5 separate regions of the Mus musculus genome follow, and all the other regions are linked to region 3. Evidence: chromatin contacts called from public Hi-C, Micro-C and promoter capture Hi-C data. All regions are on one chromosome and are shown on one strand. The core of a region is the stretch at or near the end of the contact, and the rest is flanking DNA. Distances in the headings are between cores, read along the strand shown.

The links. Promoter capture Hi-C pulls out the DNA fragments that hold promoters and counts their contacts. A called contact is a pair of places that touch in the nucleus more often than the background predicts.
Region 1: a contact with region 3 is called in a promoter capture Hi-C map of embryonic stem cells. The contact joins the promoter of Tead4 here to the promoter of Ccnd2 in region 3. A contact is called at or near these places in 3 of 39 promoter capture datasets (embryonic stem cells and liver), 2 of 484 Hi-C or Micro-C datasets (both in embryonic stem cells) and 2 of 115 datasets of contacts at active chromatin or transcription factors (astrocytes and pancreatic cancer cells).
Region 2: a Hi-C map of B cells shows a contact between it and region 3, with 6 read pairs. The contact joins the promoter of Vamp1 here to the promoter of Ccnd2 in region 3. A contact is called at or near these places in 1 of 39 promoter capture datasets (pre-B cells) and 1 of 484 Hi-C or Micro-C datasets (B cells).
Region 4: a Micro-C map of the G1E-ER4 cell line shows a contact between it and region 3, with 7 times the contacts expected there. The contact joins the promoter of Fkbp4 here to the promoter of Ccnd2 in region 3. A contact is called at or near these places in 4 of 484 Hi-C or Micro-C datasets (CD4 T cells, the G1E-ER4 cell line and cardiomyocytes) and 2 of 115 datasets of contacts at active chromatin or transcription factors (astrocytes and pancreatic cancer cells).
Region 5: a contact with region 3 is called in a Hi-C map of muscle stem cells, with 2.9 times the contacts expected there. The contact joins the promoter of Rhno1 here to the promoter of Ccnd2 in region 3. A contact is called at or near these places in 2 of 39 promoter capture datasets (cranial neural crest and pre-B cells), 6 of 484 Hi-C or Micro-C datasets (the G1E-ER4 cell line, embryonic stem cells, erythroblasts and 2 more) and 4 of 115 datasets of contacts at active chromatin or transcription factors (astrocytes, embryonic forebrain, pancreatic cancer cells and 1 more).

What each region holds. Positions count from the first base shown.
Region 1 is chr6:128,299,414-128,302,113 of GRCm38.p6, forward strand. It overlaps Tead4 (TEA domain family member 4), which reads right to left and starts at 1,400. Exons shown (of 12, transcript NM_011567.2): 1 at 882-1,400.
Region 2 is chr6:125,214,306-125,217,054 of GRCm38.p6, forward strand. It overlaps Vamp1 (vesicle-associated membrane protein 1), which reads left to right and starts at 1,276. Exons shown (of 5, transcript NM_009496.3): 1 at 1,276-1,422. The coding sequence starts at 1,421.
Region 3 is chr6:127,149,745-127,152,444 of GRCm38.p6, forward strand. Ccnd2 (cyclin D2) reads right to left here and starts at 1,304. Exons shown (of 5, transcript NM_009829.3): 1 at 838-1,304. The coding sequence starts at 1,029. The region is part of intron 1 of 9330179D12Rik (RIKEN cDNA 9330179D12 gene); the gene reads left to right.
Region 4 is chr6:128,437,280-128,439,979 of GRCm38.p6, forward strand. It overlaps Fkbp4 (FK506 binding protein 4), which reads right to left and starts at 1,377. Exons shown (of 10, transcript NM_010219.4): 1 at 1,127-1,377. The coding sequence starts at 1,231. Gm10069 (predicted gene 10069) reads left to right here and starts at 1,478. Exons shown (of 5, transcript NR_028593.1): 1 at 1,478-2,108; 2 at 2,236-2,417.
Region 5 is chr6:128,361,494-128,364,193 of GRCm38.p6, forward strand. It overlaps Rhno1 (RAD9-HUS1-RAD1 interacting nuclear orphan 1), which reads right to left and starts at 1,418. Exons shown (of 3, transcript NM_001326585.1): 1 at 1,346-1,418. Foxm1 (forkhead box M1) reads left to right here and starts at 1,501. Exons shown (of 8, transcript NM_008021.4): 1 at 1,501-1,624.

The sequences.
Region 1 (2,700 bases), core at 150-2,649, 1.1 Mb after region 3:
TTGCTTAGCCTACCAGCAGTTCCCTAAGGATTTTGCCAGAACAGGATCCACACTCCCTCACAGAGACAGCTGCCTGGAAGGGGGCAGGTGTAGGCAGCTTCCTGCCAGCAATGCTCAACCCAGCAGGGATGGCAAGAGGGGCACCTCCAACTACTACTGTCAAATTCTCCCTGAACACAAAGAACTTGGAGACATTGTCCCCTGCCGCGGTTCTTCAGGAAGAAGTCAGAGCCAGAACCAACATCCTCAGAGCGAGGACTTGGAGAGGAGAGTCCTGGAGAGGAGGCATCGCACACCCACGCCCACTCCGACACTCGGGATTTCAGACAAGCACCTTCTTCAAGTAGCGATGCACACAGGGTCGCGTTTAGCACAAACAAATCCTCCTCCTGGAAGCAAGGTGAGTCACTGCGCACAGATATCTCTTCCTCGGGAACACCCAAAACTTAAGGATGCTGGCGCAGTAATACCTATCTTTGAACTCACTCACTGAATCGGACGGAGTGTGGGTGTGCCTGGAGCCCCCTGACACGTGTGTGCACCGCGGCGCGCGCCCCTGGGCTGCCTGCTAGAGTATAGTGCCTTGGAGTTTGGGAACTCCGGTCCATCACTCCCATCACTTCTCACCGTGGGGAGCAACGGCGTCTCAAACCCTGGGGACCTCTGCACAAGGTCCAGGCAATACACCTCCCTTATGGGCTCTCTTCTCCAGGCAGAAAAGTAGAAAAGGGCCTGGCTGAGGCTCGTTAGTCTCAACTTCAGCCGAGCGACCCTGCTCTGTCCAGCCCCTAGACTCCACCGCCCGCACGTGCCCCACTGGCCCCCTAGTGTTGCCCGGGACCACGCGGGACGCGGGTGTCCTCCGAACTCAGCAGCCTTACCGGTCCCAGGGTTCGGGAGGCGGGGTGGGAGAGCTCGGCCGGCTGCGGCAGGTCCACGCGGGGCGCCAAGTCTTCCAGCCGCGGCGACCGCTGCGGGGCCCCGAGCGCGTAGCTGAGGCCGGTCCCCACCCCCGGGACTGGAGTTTGCAGAGGAGCCCGGCAGGAATGCACGGAATGGGCGCTGGAATGAGACGCGCGCGGCTGGGGAGGGAGCGGAGGGAGTGGCGCTGCCACCCGCACCTTTGGGAGGAGACCGGGCCAGAGAGAGGCTGGGCTCCACGGCTGGGCGGAGCCCGGGAACCGCGGGCGGCCACGGGACAGGACACGGCGGAGACACCCGGGAACCCCGCGGACCCCTCGGCGCCTCTCGCCGCTCGCACCCACACCCCTTGACTCTGATCTACCGATTTCCCGCTCTCATCCAGCTCCCCACACCCCCGGGTTGCGTTGAGTCCTAACTGTCTCTCCACCACCTCCAGCCGAAAACCGTCCCCTCCGCCGGGGTGGGGCGCGCCTCGCTGCGCTCCTGGAGTACGCGGACAGGAGCAGGAAGGGCTGTTCCCTTCCCCGAGGCTGCTACGGAGGACACTCGCTCCGGGAGCAGGAAGCAGGAACTCCCGGCTCTGCTCCCAGATCCGCCACCGCTTTCCCTCGCCAGCCCTCCCCAACATCAGTCTTTCAGTTCTTTCCTTGTCCCTTGGGATCTGCAGAACTGTCACTTCTCAAAGAGCAGGAAAGGAGAGACCAGTCATGGGTCTACCGGATGCTGGGAGAAATAATAAAGATTAGGTCCCAGCAGTGGTTCATAGAGAGCTGGAACTTAGCTGGTTACCCAAGGTACAGGACAGAGTCGCCATGAAGTTAGAAGTCTGAGTTTTAAAGAAGGGTGCCAGATCAATTTAGGAGAAACACGTGAGCTCGGGCTGCGAGTCTTTAGAACCATTTGGCTTAAATCAGTTACTACCTAGCTCCCGCATTCACCTTGTCACTTTGAGAAACTTAAAATCAAAGAAAAGCCTTCACTATTCCCCAAAATCAAACAATCTCTGAAGCACTAGCATTAAGCTTTTATTGGTGTGGCTCTCCCAGCCAGAGCTGGTGAAACAAACTCGGGCCAGCAGTAAATCTCCAGAATTATCTTATCGTTTGCTCAACGCTAACAACGCAAGATGGAGATACACATACTACATGAGGGTAGGGTAGCACGGGGAGACGCTGAAAGAAAGTATTATAAATGTCAGGGTTGTGACCGAGAGAGGCGATCTAAAGAGTCCACGGAAATGCCAGCATCACCACGGGACTGAGTATCTATCCAGCCTCGCAAAGCGAGGACTTTGAAGGATGCAGCCCTCATTTGGATGTATAACTTCTGGTGAGCTTATTAAATGGTGAGTCATAACAAAGCCTGGTCACATCCCATTCACATGAAAAGAACATTGCAAGGCAGCAAGCGTATCTGTGAGCGTGAAGTACAGACTGTCCCACCACTTAATTGGACACTCCTTCATTGAACCTGGTACCAAGCTCAGTGCAGAAACAGACCCCTGCCTTCAAGAGGTTCACTGTCGAAGCCAGACAGTAGTTCATTATTGCAAATCCACATGAATTTGAGAACAAAACCAACAGAATTAATTCAAGGCACTGGGGTGACTTTCCCCAGTTTAATGTCTACTCCCTGTGTGTGCTAGGCAATGCTCTACCAGTGTGCTATGGCCCCAGCCTTGATTCCTTTTGGTTTCTGAGACTGAGTCTACTGAGTTAATCAGGCTGACCTTGAACTCTCTCAGCTGCTCTGGCCTCAGCCTTAGGAATAGCTGGA
Region 2 (2,749 bases), core at 26-2,525, 1.9 Mb before region 3:
TAATGTTACTATGTTCTCTTTCCTTTTGCATGGATGCCTAAGATATAAACATTTACACTGCATCCAAAACCTAAGCTTCCACTAAATGTAAAATAAGAATTCTAAGGCTAGGAAAACGCAACCACAGCTATAGATTCCTTTAAAGCTGTGAAGCATAAAATAATGTTGAATTTTACAACTGATGTCTAGGAAAGGGATTCTACTGGAAGAGAGAAGAAACGTCTTTAAGTATTGAGAAGGAAAAATTGATTCTACTTAGATTTTGGAGGAGGAGTAAAGAGGAAAGGGCTGGGGCTGGAGAGAGATGGCTCAGTGGTGGAGGGAGCATATTGCTTTTGCAGAGGGTTTGGTTCCCAGCACTCACATATACTCAAAACCATCTAGGGAATAACCCTCCTCTGGCCTCCAAGGGCACCCAAGCATGCATAGATGCAGGCAGAAACTTGTACCATAATATATATATACATATGTGTGTGTGTGTGTATATATATATATATATATATATATATATATATATATATACACACACACACATACATACGCATAATGTGTGTGTATATATATATACATATATGTGTGTATATATATATATATACACACATATATATGTGTGTGTGTATCTATATATCTGTATATATGTATATATCTATATCTATCTATCTATCTATCTATCTATCTATCTATCTATCTATCTATCTATAGAGAGAGGTCTCAAAAAACAAAACAAAGCATAAACATAAAATAGGGAAGTCTACTTTAGTTCAGGTTTCTGGGCTGGGTTAACTAAGTCGCTGTGTTAACAGGTTTAGGGATGAAGTTCGTGATAGGGAAGAGAAGAATGAAGAATGTGGGTTTTATGGTCTCAGGCAGGGATGGTGACGGGGTGGTCCTGTGGCCAAGGACTTCATGAATATGCATTCACTGCTGAACCTCGCAGCCAGTTGGATTCCAGCGTCTAAGTCACTTGGGTTTCCTTCTGCCAGGTGCTGTGGGCGGGAGCGGTAAGAATGACAGCAGTCTCCAGCTCAGCGATTGGCTGGTAGGCACCATAAAAGGTCTAACTCAGCGGCGGAGACAGAGTTTGAGCTGGACTTTAAGCAAGCCACTTTTGTATTGGTCAGTGAAGAAATAGAAATAAGAGGACAATGGTAATTGCTGTAGTTGTGGGGGCGGGACTAGCAGGCCATTTCTCACGAGGATTGGACCTGGAGGTTTTGACATCATCCGAGAGGCGTGGTCATGTCTAATAAAGCCGAGAGCCGGCCCTGCACCTGCAGTAAGTTCCACCGCAGTTAGAGTTCCGGGTGTTTCGTGTGAGGCGGCGCTCGACAGTTCCGTCTGCTTCAGCCGCAGTGTCTCCCTGCCCGTCTCGTTGCATTCTCCAGAGAGGGGACGGACCTCCACTTCCTCTTTCAGAAAAATGTGAGTTGACTCTGCTCTAGGGTCCTCGACACCTCTTTACCGACTCTCCCCCGCAGTGTCCGACTCTGCGGGACGGGAAATGGCGCATTGCAGCAGCTGCGGCGACGCCGGGAACCACCAGCTCGCGCCGCCCCCAGACCGGGCCACCCCGGACTGCGGGCAGCGCTCCATCCCGCACCAACTGCAGCTGGCACTCCATGGCAGGGCGAGGGCGCGGGGGTCCCACGTACACCGCACCCTCCCCTCTTGTCTTTGTATCGTGGAACCCCAAAGGGGAAAAAGTGGGGGAGGTATAGATTCAGACAGGAAACTCGGAGACCCTTTCTTGTTTGACAGACTCTTAAAGCCTCTGGGAAGACTTATAGGTGTTCCTGTCCATTCTTGACTTGGAGTGCCCGCAGTCTCTGCGTTATGCATGCCCCTCACCCAGAGTGTGATGTACCTGCCTCATGGCTGTGAGCAAAGCTGCAGAAACTTAACTTGCTAGTTCTGTGGCGCCTTGCGAGTAGCTCAGAAAGTCTCAGGGGACAGTGGTATGAAATCTTAATGCAGCTGTTTATGCTAAGGCGATTTCCAGTGATCAAGTCCTAGCCAAATAAATATTGGAGGAGAAATAGGGAGAACAGTGAATTCTTCATTTTATCCAAAACACATAGTTTAGCCTTTAGCTCTTTTTGGCATCATCCCCTTCTGTGGCCAGATAAATTAAGAACTTCCCTTTAGGATCACATACACACAATGAAGAATTTTCTTTCTTTTCATTTATTATCTGAATCTCTTGCCTGGTGCTAGATTTATTTGTGTTTGTTCCCTCTTCCTCTCTCTCTCCCTCTTCCTCTCTCTCTCCCTCTTCCTCGCTCTCTCTATCCCCCTTCTTTGTTTGGCTTTTCCATATAGGGTTTCTCTGTGTACCCCTGGCTGTCTCAGAATTCCCTCTATAGACAAGGCTGGCCTTGAACTCAGAGATCCACCTGCCCCTGGCTTCCAAGTGCTGGGATTAAAGGTGTGCACCACTACACTCTGCTTGTGTTGCCTCTATTGGCAAAAGGGGGGCAGGATTTTGTATTACATAAGGGTTATAACTCCCTGAATAGGTTAGGGTGGAGTGTTTCTACCTGCCACAAATAGTAAATAAAGTGAGTTCTCCAAAGCTTCACAGCCATTTTATCCGTTCTCTGCATTAACATTCTGTGCAGTTTTTACAAGCCCATAGATCTAGATGTTTAGGGGAGGGGAGGGGTCCTTCTTAGTTGACTGGCTGCAGGTAGTTTCATGTGTGATGTTTGGAAGGAGGTTGAGAAAGCATGGTGGCTAGCAGGGAATCACG
Region 3 (2,700 bases), core at 54-2,553:
CTAGCCTGCTCTACACACCTCCTCCCCCGCTTCCTACCCCACCCAAATCTGCGCGCTCAAGAAGCAGCCAAACTGTAAGTAACCTTGGTGAACCGAGGGCTGGGGAAGAGGGCACGATCAGAAAGAGGGTGCCCAGGATCATGGGGTGCTGAGAGGGGGTGGGGGCGCCGGCGAATGTTGCCAGTCCTTGTAAATGGAGTTTGCAAAGCAACATGGCGAAACCACGGCAGGTCCAGAGCTGTGCATACGTGGGCACCCTGCTCTCTCGGCAAAGATTGCAAGCAAGGCTAAAGCAGCGGTTCTTTCAGATTGCCCTAAACGCACGTTTTTTTCAGTATGACTTCCGGGGCTCTCCTGAATTCCCTGTTTCTCCCCCACCCCCACCTCCTGCCAAAGTGCCAACGCGGAGTCCTAAGGCTCAGACGGTTTGCCCCAACCCTGAGAGTCGGGGGCGGGGGGGGGCTCTTTATATGTTGGTATGGATTGTTAGGTCGCAACACCCTCTGGGGCCTCACTGAAGGCAGCCGGGGTTGCTTCCACACCACAGGTCAGAAATGGAGATGGGAAGACGAGGAAGCCACATGCAGGCACACGCGCGGGATGCCAACCCCCCGGGGGGGGGAGGACATCCTCACTCACCCAAGTTTTCCTCCACTAGTTAATCTAGCAAGGGACAGAATTAGCGTCTCGCCCAAGGGTGCGGGGCTACCTCGCGCACGAGCGGGGGAGGCCAGCGCAGGGGTAGTTCTCCCGCAGTTTTTAGGATCTCTGCGTGTTGGAGGTAGGGATGGAGCGGCTGGGCTTGCCTCTCCCTGAGAGCGTCGCCCGCACACCTACCTCTAGCATCCAGGTGGCCACCATCCTGCGCATGTACGGTTGGATGTCCTTCTGCACGCACTTGAAATAGGAACACTGCGGGAGGTAGCGCTCCTCGATGGTCAACAGGTTCTGCAGAACGCGGTCTTCCAGCAGGTTGCGGTCCGGCACGGCCCTGCGGACCGGGTCCACCTCGCAGCACAGCAGCTCCATAGCCAGCCGGCCACCACTCGGTCCCGACTGTAAATTTTTTTTATTATTATTATTTTTTGGAGGTGCGGGGGGGTCGGGGAGTGCTTCCCTTACCTCCTTCCTTTGGCTGAATGGGAGATTTGGGAGAGGAAAGAAATGGCAAAGAGAGAGAGGGAGAGAGAGAGAGAAGAGTGGAAGGTGGGCGAGCGGAGCCTCAAGGGCCGCCTGACTCGCACCGGTCCTTCCCTCCGAACTGCCCGGCTCTCCTCAGCTCGCTCTCCTCTCTCGCTCAGGCAGTGACGCAAGCTGGAAGGGCAGTTAGATCTCCTCCCCCTCTCAGGTTCCTCCTCCCCCTTTCCTCCCCTCCTCTAGCGTCCCTCCCCTCCTTTCAATCTTTCCCTCCCTCTCCCCCCCCCCTTCCCTCTTGTTATTAAGGAGCACAGCAGCTGGCCTGACCAAACTTCAAACACGATCCCCGCTCCCCACCCCCAACCCCTCTCCCTACTTCTCCGAGGCCCTCTCCCCATCCAGCCCCGCATGCTAGGGGCCTCGGATAGGGGAACCCACAAACCCCATGGATTCCTATTGATTATCCTTTCTGACATTCTGTAGGCATACCATGGGGGCATAAAGGGTGTGTACGTGTGTGCTCTCTAACTTCGGAGGCTTGCAATGTGATCAGAAAAACAGCCCATTATTCAAGATTCAGGTAGATAGATTTACCATGTGGATGAGTTCAGATAACTTAGAAGTAGACCCCTAAATGAGGAACAAGGAAAGGCTTATTTGAGAAAATTGCAACCTCGCCAAACCAGGGATAAAGGTTATGCCCCTCAAGCTTAGACTCCTGATAACTTTCAAGCTGTTGTCCGCCCCGAGCCACGTGCGTGGAGAGGAAGAGGAGGAAGGGGTGGATGTTGGAGAAAGGGGTGCTTCTTAAGCCTAGTAGAATATGACCCTCCTGCAGAAACCTTTCTGTTCTTGGGGGCGCCATTGGGCAACGCGGCCAGCCTCTCAGAGCGGCCCCAGACCGGGGGCAGGGCTAGCAGCGGTTCCTCCGCGGGCCTCGGCCACGCAGGAAAAACCCGCTTCCTCGCCCCTGCATCTGCTGACAAGCCGCCCTAGGTGTCTGCGCGGAGCGTGGCCACATTGATACAGCTTTCTAGGAAATGGCTCGGGAGGGGCCAGGGAGGGGGAGAGGGAGGGTTTAGGTTTGGCTCTCCCTGCGCCAGCAAGGCCACCCTTCCTTTCCCCGGGGGCTCCTGAGTCCTGCACCCCTCAATCCCCGACCCCGTGGGGTCTCGCGCCTCATCCTTCCGCCAGGATTTTGGGGTCGGCTCTGACATGTGCTCTAAAGCATCCTGTGGTCAAGGCTGTTGGTAGAGGGGGACACGTTGGCGTTTCCTCACCTCCTTCCTGCTCCCACCCTGCCTTTAACTATATTAAAGGAGGGAGGAAGGGGCGAGGAACCACTGGCCCCCGCATGGTGGCCACGCTGGCACGTGCAGATAGCATGGCGTGGGTTGCACCTCTCTGGGCACACGGGGGGGGGCACTGAGTCCCTCCTTCCTTAAGAAGGGGGGATGATCAGGGACGCTTAAGGCTAGCGGAGGCTGAGGCTGGGGGGGGGAGGGGGTGGCACGCTGTGGGAGCACCACCCGTGGGCTCTCGGAAAGGCCCGGGAGGGGAGGC
Region 4 (2,700 bases), core at 127-2,626, 1.3 Mb after region 3:
TCTCTCCTGCGTGTATAGGCAGGCGTCTATTTCTGCTTAACATTCTTATATATGGTGACCCCATAGGAGAGCCAATAGGTAGATATGGAACCCATCCTCTAAGGCTTCCTTGATAAGAATGTACAGGGCCCCGCGAAGGAATGGAGGATAAAAGAGGAACAGACCCCGTCTGGGAATCAGAACCTAGCGCAAAGGAGAAAGGGCCACATGTTCACGGGGAGCAGCAAGAGTTGAGGTAAAAAGCCAGGAGCATTTCTGGACCAACGAGGCTCCCTAAGGTCTCTGGTTTGCACAAGCCACACACACTAGAAACTGAGCAATGGGACTCACGGAGGAGAAACAATGGATGCAGGGAGACATGCAATGCAGGTTAGGATTTCACCGTCCTGGACTGCTGGCAGAACCTGCTCTGAAACGGCGTCCATTGTCCCGACCCGGGTCAGGGCGCCCTCCCCCTCGCTCCTCGGGCTATTTGCAGTCAGGCGATTAGTGAGCCGCTGGCTCTAAGGCAATGCACCTCCCCCCATGGCCAGCACCCAGTACCCCCCAACTCAGAAAGACTCAGGAGGGGCAGGCGAGGAACTACAGGTCCCGGCATGCATCGCTCTCGCTCTCCCCGGGCCGAGAAAGGGGGCACAGCATGGCCGAGCCCGTGACCTCGCTGGATCTCGGCGATTGCAAAAGGGGCGCAGAAAGGCACAAAGGGCTTTGGGCCAGGAACCTGCTCCCGGGAGCCGTTTCAGGTCCTAGCTAATGTTTAACTTTCAAGTGGGCGAGCCCTGGCGCACCTTCGTCCAGGTGGACGGCGCACGCTGCGGCCGAGGGGTTCCCGGGAGGCGAGGCCTGAGTCCCTCGGCGCGCCCGAGCCTCGTGCACCCCGCCCGGGCCCCCTGGCAGCGGCTCTCGCGCTCCGCTCCGCCCCTCTCAGCCGCACAGTGCAGCCGGATCGAGTTGGCGTTGCAGTGGGGGCTTCTTCCCGGACCCGGGCCGCACCCTCCGGAGCGTGCAGCCGCCGTGCCGTTTTCAGGGCTGCAGCCTGCGCAGGGAAGACGAATCCCCCCCATCCTCCGGCCGCGGTACCCCCAAGGCCCATGAGCCTGCAGCCGAGGACTCCGCGGCCCCTCACCTTGAGCACGCCCTCGTCCTGTTTGGGGCTGATGTCCACTCCTTCGAGAGGCAGGGGCGCCGACTGCGCCCCGTTCTCCGCCGCCTTCATCTCCTCGGCGGTCATGGCCGCTGGGCGCACCGTTGGCTGCGAGAGTGTGGCAAGCGCGAGCACGGCACTCTGGCCGCCGACCGGAGTGAGCGACGGGGCGGCGTGCGGCGGAAGGCGGCGCTGCCCACCTCGAACCGCGCTCCAGGCTCGCGCACCCGGCTATCCGCGCGCTCGCCGGCGGCGGCCGAGTGGGGTGACGCCGAGGGGCGGGCCTGGCGCGGCCCGGCCTGCAATTGGTCCCCTCCGCCTCGGGGGCGGGGCAGGGAGGAGCGGCACGAGCGGGCTGCAAAGGGGCGGGAGCGGAGAACTTTCTAGAGAAGCGGTTAAACGGGTTGAGGCTCTTGGACTGAGGGTACTGGAGTGGTTTGGTTTTTTTGTTTGTTTGTGTCGTTTTTGTTAAGATTTGCTTTTCTGGTTGATGGCCCCTAGGAGTGCCCTCCTCCTACACCAGGACCTCTGGGATCACAATCTTCCCTATGTCGTTCCGCCCCACCCCCACCCTTACCCCACCCCTCTGCCCGCGTCTAAGCGATTTTTCCAGATCCTTCTCTATCCTCAGGACTCCAAGTGGCGAGCCTCCCAAGTCCGGGCCTGCCTCGTGGCCGGCCCTGCTCACCCAGGCCCACAGCGGAATAGCTGGAGACAGGCAGTCAGATGTGAAGTGGCAAAGATCGGCCTCCCGTGATTGTGCCACAGATGCCCATGGTTCCAGGCGTGGGCACCTGAGCAGTGTGGGAAAGAGAGGTCGAGGGATTGAAAGTGTGGGCCCCGTAGGGACAGTTTCAGCCCAGGTGCACAGATCGGACACAACTTTGCCCTCCCTGCAGCCTGGCAGGCCCACCGCAAAAATGCCATGAGCAGATTTATAAGAGCCATAGACTTGTAAGTGGAGGTACGTGTGTTAAAATTCCTTTTCTCCCACCATACTAATCAGCCTTTTTTGGTTAGTACTGGCACACAAAATGGTTTCAGCTCACGCGAAAAAAAAATTTTTTCCCCCTTCCCCCTCTTTACTAAAGGTGAATAGGAAGGAAGGTTTTCTCAACCTGCTCGCTGCTCCTATGAGATGCCTGTGGAGTTCTGAGTCTGTGTGGCTAAAACCATGAAGTTCTGATTACCGGAACAGTGCTGGCTTGATGGAAGATCTGTCTGGAGAGGTCCTGACTCTGCCCAGCAGTTTAGTACCCAGTTATACAGCCTGGTGAGTGCTATCAGACCTGCCTATTGTATTATTGGCTTTGCGAGTTTTCATTCCAGTGTAATGAACTTTTTGTCTCTGTGTGCCCAGCATGGTGCTGTTCGTGGTCCAACGCAAGTGATGGCGTTTAAGTAGGCAATAAGCTAGTTATTATATGGTGCCTGCGAGATGGCTCAGTGGATGTTGGTGCTTTTGAAAGTCTTTAGACCTGGGTTTTATCCCTAACACCCACAGTATTGAGAAAACCCCTTCAAAGTTGTCTTTTGACATCCACACTTGTGCCCTA
Region 5 (2,700 bases), core at 168-2,667, 1.2 Mb after region 3:
GGAGTCTCAGCAGCGGGAACTTGACAGCAGCTGGGCACATCACCTTAGCAGACAGGAAGCAGGTGAATTCTCCGGCTCAGTTTGCTTTTAGTCAATCAATCCACAATCCATGAAATAGGAAATAGGGCCACATCCCATCTCAGTTTTAGCTATATAATCTCTTACCCAAACAAAATCGAAGTCAGGTTTTGGCTCGTTTCTGCTCAGCCTTTGCCTATTTTTATTAATCTTTGAGATAGAGTCTTGTTATGTAGCCTTGGCTAGCCTGGGGCTGGCAATGTAGACCTGGCTGGCCTGGAATTCAGAGATCTGCCTGCCTCTGCCTCCTGGGTGCTGGAATTAAAGGTGTGCACCACCACACTCTGCTCACTCTTCAAACACAGTCTTATTATGTAGCCCAGACTAGACTAATGTGAGGCCCTTTTGTCTCACACCAGGATTATTGGTACGTGCCACATACCTAGCTGCTTACAACTTCTAACCGGGTTCCTTCAAATATTAAATAAGAACAAAATTCAGAAAGGCGAAGACCCTGCCTCCTGTCTCATAGCATACCACACTCACTACATCTTAGGCCTTTGTATTCAGCAGGCCTCCTCCCGGTCAAAGCAGCTCTCCCTTCTCTATTTACTTCAGGGTTTCCCTCTCTTCTGTGTAATGGGTAACAGATCTTACACCGCGTTCTCAGCTCCTTTAAAAAAAAAAAAAGGAAAGAAAGAAAGAACGGCTTTACTGTCCTAAGTCAAGATCTCATTAAAATAAACAAAGTTATCACAGGAGGCTGCGGGAGGGCGAGCCAGTGACCCCGGCTACTCCGAAGGCGGAAACACGAGGATCCAGAATTCTACACAACCTTGTGTCAGACAAAACCCACCGGCCTCTAACTTGTTCCTCTGTAGCTAGAATTCTACCGATCTGTTCATCTCATTCTGTGCTCCCTCGCCATCAGACGCTGAGGCCAGGGGGAGGACGCCCGGGTCCGCCGCTGTATCCTCCGCTCTTATCGTAAAGTACTTCGAGGGAATAAACGATCGTCCGGACACCTCGGGGGCTGGGGCCCGGGAGGAGGCGGCCACAGACCGGAGCGGGGCGGAGCCACGTAACCGCAAGTCTAGGGCCAGAAACCCAAGCCGGACCCCACGGAGCCGCGTGGACTGAGCGGGGCGGGGGACCCAGGGGTAACCGAGTGGGTAGCCAGCCCGGGGAAGTGGCGTACGCTGTCCCGGAAGGAAGTCGACCACTGAGGCAGGGCGGTCCGGGGCGGGGCGGAGCAGGCTGCTGGCCGCCGTCCGCGCGTCCCCGCGTCCCTCCCGCCGCCCCTCGAGCCCCGCCGGGGCCGCCTTACCCGCCCTCCCGGCCGCGGCCGCCGCTCCTCAGGACACCGAGCGTTCGGGGCCGGAACCCGGAGACAAGCCGGTGCCGATTGGCGACGCTCCGTCACGTGACCGCAACGCTCCGCCGGCGCCAATTTCAAACAGCGGAACAACTGAAAGCGGCGCTGCGGGACCCACCCCCGGCCCGGGCTCCCCCGTCACCCCGCCCCGGGCTCCCACCCCGGCCGTCCCGCCGGGACCCGCCGCCCGGGCCCGGCTCGGCCCCGCGTGGAGCAGACGCGGCCTGTGAGGTGAGTGGGGTGCGGCCGGGTCCAGGGAGGGCTCGGAGTCGGCACTGCCGGGGCTGTGGGGCGCGAGGGGGTGTTGGGCACCGCCGGGAAGAAGGTCTGAGCCTCCGGCCTCGGCCTTGCCGCCGCCGTGTTCTCCGAGCATCCCCGGACCCTGGGAACAGGCCTGCCCTCGGAGTCTGCATTTGCAGTCAACCCTGCCTCCGCCTCCACCGCTGCAGGGCGGGATCCTGGCTGAGTGTTGGTTGCAAGGTTCCCTGTTGAGTGTGGAGAATAATGGGGTCGTGGGGTGGCTCTGCAAGTCTCCTTCCGCTAGAAGATATTGGGAGTGTTAGGGAAAGGCTGGTCAAAGAGAGCCCCTGTGGTGGTGGGGGGGGGTGTCTAACATCTGATTGGGGTGGGGTGCAATGGGAAGGAAAACGAAAACTGAGATTTGAAGGTCGAGAGAACGGAGTATGAAGAGAGCTGCAGGGTGGAAGGGACCTGAGAACTCTTAAGCAGCTGGCAAACGTCAAAAGAGTGTAATCCCTTCTTTGGCAGGTGTCCTAAAGCGACAGCTGCTTTCTCTGTTTCTCACAGGATTGCAAAAGTGACAGGATTTAACTTAATGATAAATTATTCTATCTACCTATAAAAAAATCCATAGGAATGCTTTTTCTAAAGACTTCCTTCCTTAGCGTTTCAAAACCACTTTAGCATAGCCAGGCATAGTGGTGAGTGACTGTAATCTCAGCAACTAGAAAATTAGAGGCCAGAGGCTCAGCAGTTCAAAGCCAGCCTGGACTACAGGCGATTCTGTCTCAAATATAAAAGCCACCTTAAGCTTATTAATGATGGCACATCTTAGTATGAAGGAGATCAGTATTACAATCTTACTTTTGAAGCAGAAGATCAAGGTATATAGAGTATTATACTCACAAAACTAAAATATTGCCAGGCAGTGGTGGCGCATGCCTTTAATCCCAGCACTTGGGAGGCAGAGGCAGGCAGATTTCTGAGTTGCAGACCAACCAGGGCTACACAGAGAAACCCTGTCTCAAAAACAAAACAAAACAAAACAAAAAACAAAAAAATCCCAC